Linked DNA regions of Mus musculus: region 2 is linked to region 1. The links are chromatin contacts, called in public ChIA-PET maps. All regions are on one chromosome and are shown on one strand. The core of a region is the stretch at or near the end of the contact, and the rest is flanking DNA. Distances in the headings are between cores, read along the strand shown. Region 1 has its middle 49 kb from the start of Exoc5. Region 2 has its middle 24 kb from the start of ccdc198.

The links. ChIA-PET counts read pairs in DNA pulled down with a chosen protein or histone mark.
Region 2: an RNA polymerase II ChIA-PET map of memory CD8 T cells shows a contact between it and region 1, with 27 read pairs. The contact joins two enhancer-like sites. A contact is called at or near these places in 1 of 15 datasets of contacts at CTCF or cohesin (pro-B cells), 7 of 484 Hi-C or Micro-C datasets (the HL-1 cell line, the HPC-7 cell line, brown adipocytes and 2 more) and 1 of 115 datasets of contacts at active chromatin or transcription factors (memory CD8 T cells).

What each region holds. Positions count from the first base shown.
Region 1 is chr14:49,114,243-49,117,756 of GRCm38.p6, reverse strand. No RefSeq gene overlaps it. Among named protein-coding and RNA genes, the nearest start is that of Exoc5, 49 kb to the right of the region's middle. Within about 2 kb of position 1,961, at least 5 of the 459 cell types and tissues checked have an H3K27ac peak or open chromatin away from gene starts, as enhancers often do. A contact at or near this core is called in memory CD8 T cells, where this site is marked.
Region 2 is chr14:49,219,938-49,223,224 of GRCm38.p6, reverse strand. No RefSeq gene overlaps it. Among named protein-coding and RNA genes, the nearest start is that of ccdc198, 24 kb to the left of the region's middle. Within about 2 kb of position 1,259, at least 26 of the 459 cell types and tissues checked have an H3K27ac peak or open chromatin away from gene starts, as enhancers often do. A contact at or near this core is called in memory CD8 T cells, where this site is marked.

The DNA.
Region 1 (3,514 bases), core at 712-3,211:
CTGAGCTGCCTGCTGCAGAGGAGAGAAATGCAAAGAAGGGTTTAACCTTTATAGATGAGATGCTGACTCCTTGGGGATTGGGTGGAGTCCTGATACACTCAATCTCTCTTTGGTTCATTCCTAAGGAGTGTTAGATTGCCAGGCAAAAACCTGTAAAACAAGGATTTGTGTGCAAGACTTTCTAGTGTTACAAGTAGAATTTGGAAGCCCCACTGAATGACTCCTTTGAATTACAAACTTAATTTAAACATAATAATATTTTATTTTTCCTCCCTCACTAAAATTTTTACATCCCATCATAAATTTAAGACCACATGAGTTGAGTTGAGTCCCATATTTTTATGTACAGATTAAATGTATTTTTTTGAGAAAAAAAGATAAAATTAACTTTGAGTTCATATTTATATAGCATAAATATCATGTGAGTTTAACTTCTTTTTGAGTTCTACTATTAGCCAATACTAAAGGTACAAATATATTTTTAAGATTAAAAATGACAGTGCCTGTTTGCACACTGAAAGACTTGATCTTCTTAATAATAGACTAAAACTGTTAATTATTTTACATATGTTGATGGGGTCCCTGATACTAAGGTGTTTAATATCACTGACTCTGTCTCTTGGAATATGTGTTTAACATTTTAGGTAGCTTATGTATGGTTACCTACTATTTCTAAGAGTATTGTGGTGTATGTGTGTGTAATATATATTAGGTATGCAATATATTATATATACATACATACATATATATGTAACTCTAAATGTATTTTACAACATTCTTTTATTCTACAGTTATTTTAAAGATAGTTTACATTGTAGCGAGGATATTTGAGACCAGGTCTGTTTCACAGTTCTGATAGATTTCAGGAAAGTGGAGCAGGGATGCATGCATCATTGTGAGAACAGTCATGCTGCCCGTGAGGCTTGCCATCTTTATGGATTTAGGTGATGGGACATTGGCTGGGTTTGAAGAAGTCCGTGCTTGTGTTTGAAGCTGATCTTCATATGAAGAATTTGCACAGGCTGGTGAGCATAGGCTGGTCTTCATTACTTTTCTATTGCTCTGATAAAGCACCTCGGTCGAGGCCATTGACAGAAGACAGAATTTATTTGGGTTTATCGCACCACAGTGACAGGAGTCCACGATGGGAGAGCAGGGGCGGTTGGAGCTGGAAGCTGGGAGCTTACACTTTGAATCACAAGCAGGAAGTAGACAGTTCACACTGATGGTGGCACCTGCCTTTGAAACCTCAAAGCCCAAAAAGCATAGAAAAGGCAAAGAGACCTTGCAGGCATTAGCTAATGCCCAGAAACTGCTTGAAGAACTCTAGGAAGAACGCCTGTCAGAGAGGACTTTCTCAGAAAAAGGCCCTCTCAACTCTAAATCAGAGAAGTAGAGACACTACTGATGCGGAGGAAACAAGGCCACATGTCCAAACCCTCACAAACAGCACCACTAACTGGGTACCAAGTATTCCAATACCAAGACTAGGGAGGACATTCTGGCTCAAAACCACTACAGGCTGGAACTGTGGAGATTATATATATATATGGAGAGAGAGAGAGAGAGGGAGAGAGAGAGAGAGAGAGAGAGAGAGAGAGAGAGAGAGAGAGGGAGAGAGAGAGAGAGAGAGAGAGAGTCTAAAACTCTGGTCATCAGGCTTGTCTGAGCCATCTCACCAGCCCCTAATCCGACAATGGCATACATGTATACAACATATCTTGATCATGTTTACTTCCCACCCCCCCAGGCACTCCCAACACAACTCCCACATTCATGGCCTCTTCTTTATCCACATAACCCACCGAGTCCAATAGTGCATGTGTGTATCGTGTGGAGCCATTACCAACCTACCAGCAGCCACACCCCCAAAGGAAAGAAACGTGTACCCTCCTCCAGTGACCAGCGATTGACAATGGCTCCTCAGCTAGGGGTGAGGACTCACGAGCCCCTCCCCTGACCACGATAGAATGTTGACGGCCTTGATCCTGTGTGGGTTACCACAGTGGCTGCAAGTTCATGTGTGCGACAGCCACATCCTGTCCTCTGGACTCAGGATTTCATCCTTTTCCCTCCCCTCATCCTCTAACTCTTATCTTCTTACATCCTTTCTGCACCTCCTCTAAGATGTCAGAACTCTGGTTTTGACATGACCTAGTGTGACGTCATCTTTAAGTACTGTTGTTCTGGGATTCCTCTTGCCTTCTGAGTGTGTGCAATATGTATCTTCCGATCAGCTTCCCTTTCTGTTCTTCTCGGATGAAGGACTTTCTACACTGGTTTCATGAAAATTGACACATACAAGCAAATTTGGGGTCCTTGAATCTCAACATCTGTAACTCAAACGGTATTTCAACTGAAGTCAGAACTCTAAAACTCCTGTTATCTTCTCACACTTTTTCTGACTTCCTGTGACCCCCTGGCCCCCAAGAAATGTGAAGTAGTTTTGAGATTTGAGTGTTTATATCTAGCCTATTTTACCTCTTTGCAAATTTAAAGATCTTTCCATTGTATTCTGAGTTCTGAAATGACAACATGTTTATGAGCCTGGTATATTTTATCTGTTGTGTTGGACACAGCCAGGGCCTTTTGAAATGGAAAACTCTTCATTAGTTTAGAAAATCATCGTGAAATTTTAAAAAAAAAAGTATATTATGTATTCCAGGCTTGCTTGGAACCCGCTACATAGCCAAGGTTGGCTAGAAAGTCATGACAGTCCTGCCTTCCCTTTCCCAAGCGCTGCCACACCCAGCTCTCACGAAGGCTTTTCCTGTTGGTGGCCACCCCTCCATTCCTCTGTCACAGTATCATGCTGGCATTGGATTGGCTGTCTTTCCTCTATAATATGTTGTGATTACTATCCCAGCCCCCCTTCTCTCTCTCTCTCTCTCTCTCTCTCTCTGACATTATCTGGCTATGTGGTCTACACTGGCCTTGAGTTCTCAGTCCTTTGGCCTCTACTTTCACAAGAGCTGGGACTAGAGAGGCACGGACTAACGGGGGGCGGGAGGGGGTCCACAGTGCTCTGATTTCAGAAGGGTCAAGGGTCAAGTTTTCTTCCACTGTACTTCTTGGGCTTTTCCTTTAGATTCTGATTTTTTTTTTTTACATATTTTTTAAACATTTTTCAGAATGCCTATGTTAATTAGACTTCCCATTTCAGGAACTTTGGTCTAATGCAGATTTTCTGAGAAATAATTCCATTTCTCCTTTCTCATTTCCCTCTATGGTCTTTATTTCTTCCAAGTTGAAACTTGTTGAGGTTTTTGTCTGAGTATTCATTTGTTTTGAAGTGGTTTTCCTTTTTTTAAAGCTTTTTTGAGACGGAGTTGGGAGTTTTTCTCAGACAGTTAAGATTTCTTGGTGTCTTGCCTGTTTTAGAGTAGTTCACTTAGAAGCTTGAAAGGTTCTATGCTTTGCACGAGGAGCAGGTTCGCTGTCTGCAGGTCTCACTATAGAGTGCCTGGCCTGGCCTTAGTACTCCTAGTGGCTGGCCTGGGAGCTCAGTACTCCT
Region 2 (3,287 bases), core at 10-2,509, 110 kb before region 1:
TCCACCAATCAGGATTTGGGGATAGGGAATTCCCTTAGAAACATGTCTTTGTCGTGCATTGATCCCGTTTCTATTGGTTGGGGTATTCAACTGTGGCAGGGGACTTGCCTCATCTAACCAGGATGTTAGTTACCTACAAACATGTCTTTTTCTACCAAGTAGAATGTCAGTTCCAACGGAGGTCTTGGGAACTTAAACTTACTGTAAGCTTAATTTTTTTTTCAAACCCTATTTTTAATAAGGGTTCCTAAATGCTTTAACTTCCATTCTAGCCCACCACCCACCTTCCAGGGGGAAATGGACCTGTTTAGAAGTAGTTTCCATTGCCAGGATCTCAGCAGTTCAGTTCACACAAATCAGCAATGGCTGCTTGATCCAGAAGCAGCAGCAAGGTTCTGATGCCTGCTGGTTAGTAGTAGTTCCGTGCGGCTATTTCAATCTCTAATTGTCAGGATACCAGTAGCAATGGTGACATGGCCTAGCAGAAACAGCCAGGCCTCCACCAAATTAGCACAAGTCAGCAAGATTGATCAGGACCAGCAGGGACACCAGGAAAAGTTCTCTGCCATGCTCTCAATGAAGTGAAGATGAAGCCTCGAGATCAACGAAGCACTGCAAAGCTAGCTATGCAATCTCTCCATTGAGTCCTATTTATACTCCTTCTGAACATCACATGTCCTCCCACAGGTCTTACTTCCCATGGGTCTTGCCTCAGCAAAACTTCTGATGAGTTTGCCTTAGTAAAACTCCAAGTGAGTCTGTATCAGCTGACATAACCAGAAACTTTCACTTCAGTTTGCCAATTGGCCTGAGTCCTTGGAAGCAGCAAGAAGCTGCCAGACCACCACCAGAAGTTTTTTGGTCTGTTTCTCTTGGTGGAGACATGACAAACAGTGACCAATAAACAATGGTAAAGCATACCAACACCACCCAGCATCACCACTGCCTGTTGGGTTGTATTATATTCCTTCTAAACATCATGTGTCCTTTCATGTGTCTGTTTTTACCTGTGTGCCCCAGCAAAACATCATTTGACATAACTGACTTTCCAAAGAAACCAGAAGTCTTCACTTCACTTTACTCTGTCACTACTCAAACTGGAAGTCTTAGTCCAAATAATTTATTTTATTGGTGCACATGTCTATCTTATGTTGGGATTCATCCCAGAGGCAGCTTATAAAGACAAATACCATAAAAACTTATACATAGGTGCAGGAAGTGGGTTGGGTGGTTGGTTCCTGTCAAAGCTTATTGTGGGTAACTATGCAAAACAGTTCTGACATCTATCATGATTGGTTTCCAAGGGCACAGAACGTAACAGAAAATATAGTCAATCTTGGCATAGAAAGTTTCCTAGTAACAGCAGAAACATAAGAGAAAGTTTCTGTATAATGGCAGACTCGCCAGGTCACTGTTACCTAGGCCTTAACATTTTACCTAGGCTTTAACATTCCATCTAGGCCTTAATATTTTATGTAGACCCTAACAGCTACAACTTGCAGTTACATATTGTTGAATGATGAACAAACAAACGTCAGTCATCCATTGGTAATGAGCTCACCTAGACATATGACAGCAATGTGCAAGAGTAATAAAGAAGTTGTCTGGGAGCCAGTGAAATGTCTCTGCAGGTTAAAAGCACTTGTGCCATCGAGCCTAATGACCAGAGTTCAACCCCTATGACCTACACTCAAAAAGTCCAGCAAAGTGGTTTGTATTTGTTAACACAACACTGGGGAGGCAGAGACAGCAAGTTCCATTCTAAGCATGGCCAGCCTAGTCTACACACACAGAGAGAGAGAGAGACAGAGACAGAGACAAAGACAGAAAGACAGAAAGACAGAGACAGAGAGAAACTATAAACTGTCACTACCACTAAACTAAAAGCCAATAAGACAAAGAAAAATCTAATCATTTTTTAAATCCAGCGGGGGGGGGGGCTAATAAAACTAAGAAATTCAAACAATAAGGTCCCAGATTCAAGCCTAATGGTACCAAAAACCATACTAAAGGTAAGTAGTTAATAACATGGTTTAAATTTGGAGATGGGAGACTGGAGAGGAGCCAGAAGCACCTCTATACTCTTTTCAAGAAGCACATTCTAAACAAAGATACGGGTCATCTGGAGGTAAAGGAATAAGACAAGATACACCAAAAAAACAAAACAAAAGAAAAGAATTTTTAAAAAAAACCTTGGCATGATCATGGTAGTGTTAGAAAAATAGACGTAAGGGCCTGTAACAGGAATACTTCCCATTAGGAGCTAGAGTATGCAATCTTTCAATTTAGCAAGAACAAAAGTACTTAATATTTCACACCTCACCAATATGAAATGGATTCCCATAAGGAATCTGATAGCCATGACAGTACACACCCCACCTTTGTGAGGGTGGAATTGAGCACTTTGGTGGAGTCAGAAGTTTCTCAAAGAAGGGTTTCAAGGATTTAGTATGAACAGATGTCCGTGAGCATAAGGAACCAGCTCCCTGACACTCCACACATCTATAAAGCATGGCAGTGGTATGACTCTATCCAAGAGTGATGGTCAACAATCCAGAGCCTAAAGGGGCTCTAAAGTACTTGTTTGCTTCAAGAAAACATTTAATTTTGCCCCAGAATTTATCAGAGAAAAGCCTCAAAATCTGGGAGCTCCAGAAACGAAGAAAAAGATATTGGCATCAAATCCAGGCTCACAGCAAAGAAGAACGGGATGTTTATGGTGTTCTGTTCTCTGAATCCCTTACTGAAAGGTCTTGTACTCTTCAACAGTTCTAGGACTGGGATGGGGCTCAGTGATAAAGTACTTGCCTAGTATGCACAAGTGCCCCCCAACACACACATACAATTAGTCCCCACCGCTAAAGCCACACCAAATGCAATCCAAACCATCTCACACAGACGTCATGTAAATATGGAACAGCTAACCACAGATTACCGGAAGTGGAGAATTTAAGAACCTGGTAGTCCACTCTCTGTTCCCCCCACAATGGGAGGAACAGAGATAACACAGTCCTCATATGTGACCAATTTTTATTCATATTGATTCAGTTTATTGGCAAATGTCTTTATAACTATTTAAAGAGGGAGAAAAGTGGAGAGAGATGGCCCAATAGTTGAAAACATTGCTGCTCTTGCCCAGGACCTGGCTTTGGTTCCCCAAATCCACACTGAGCAGTTCATAACGACCTATAACTCCAGTACTGGTGTCCTAGCCTCTGCAGACACCTGCATGGGCATGATGCACATACATACGTGCAGGCATAACATTCATAGTTATTCATAAAGTA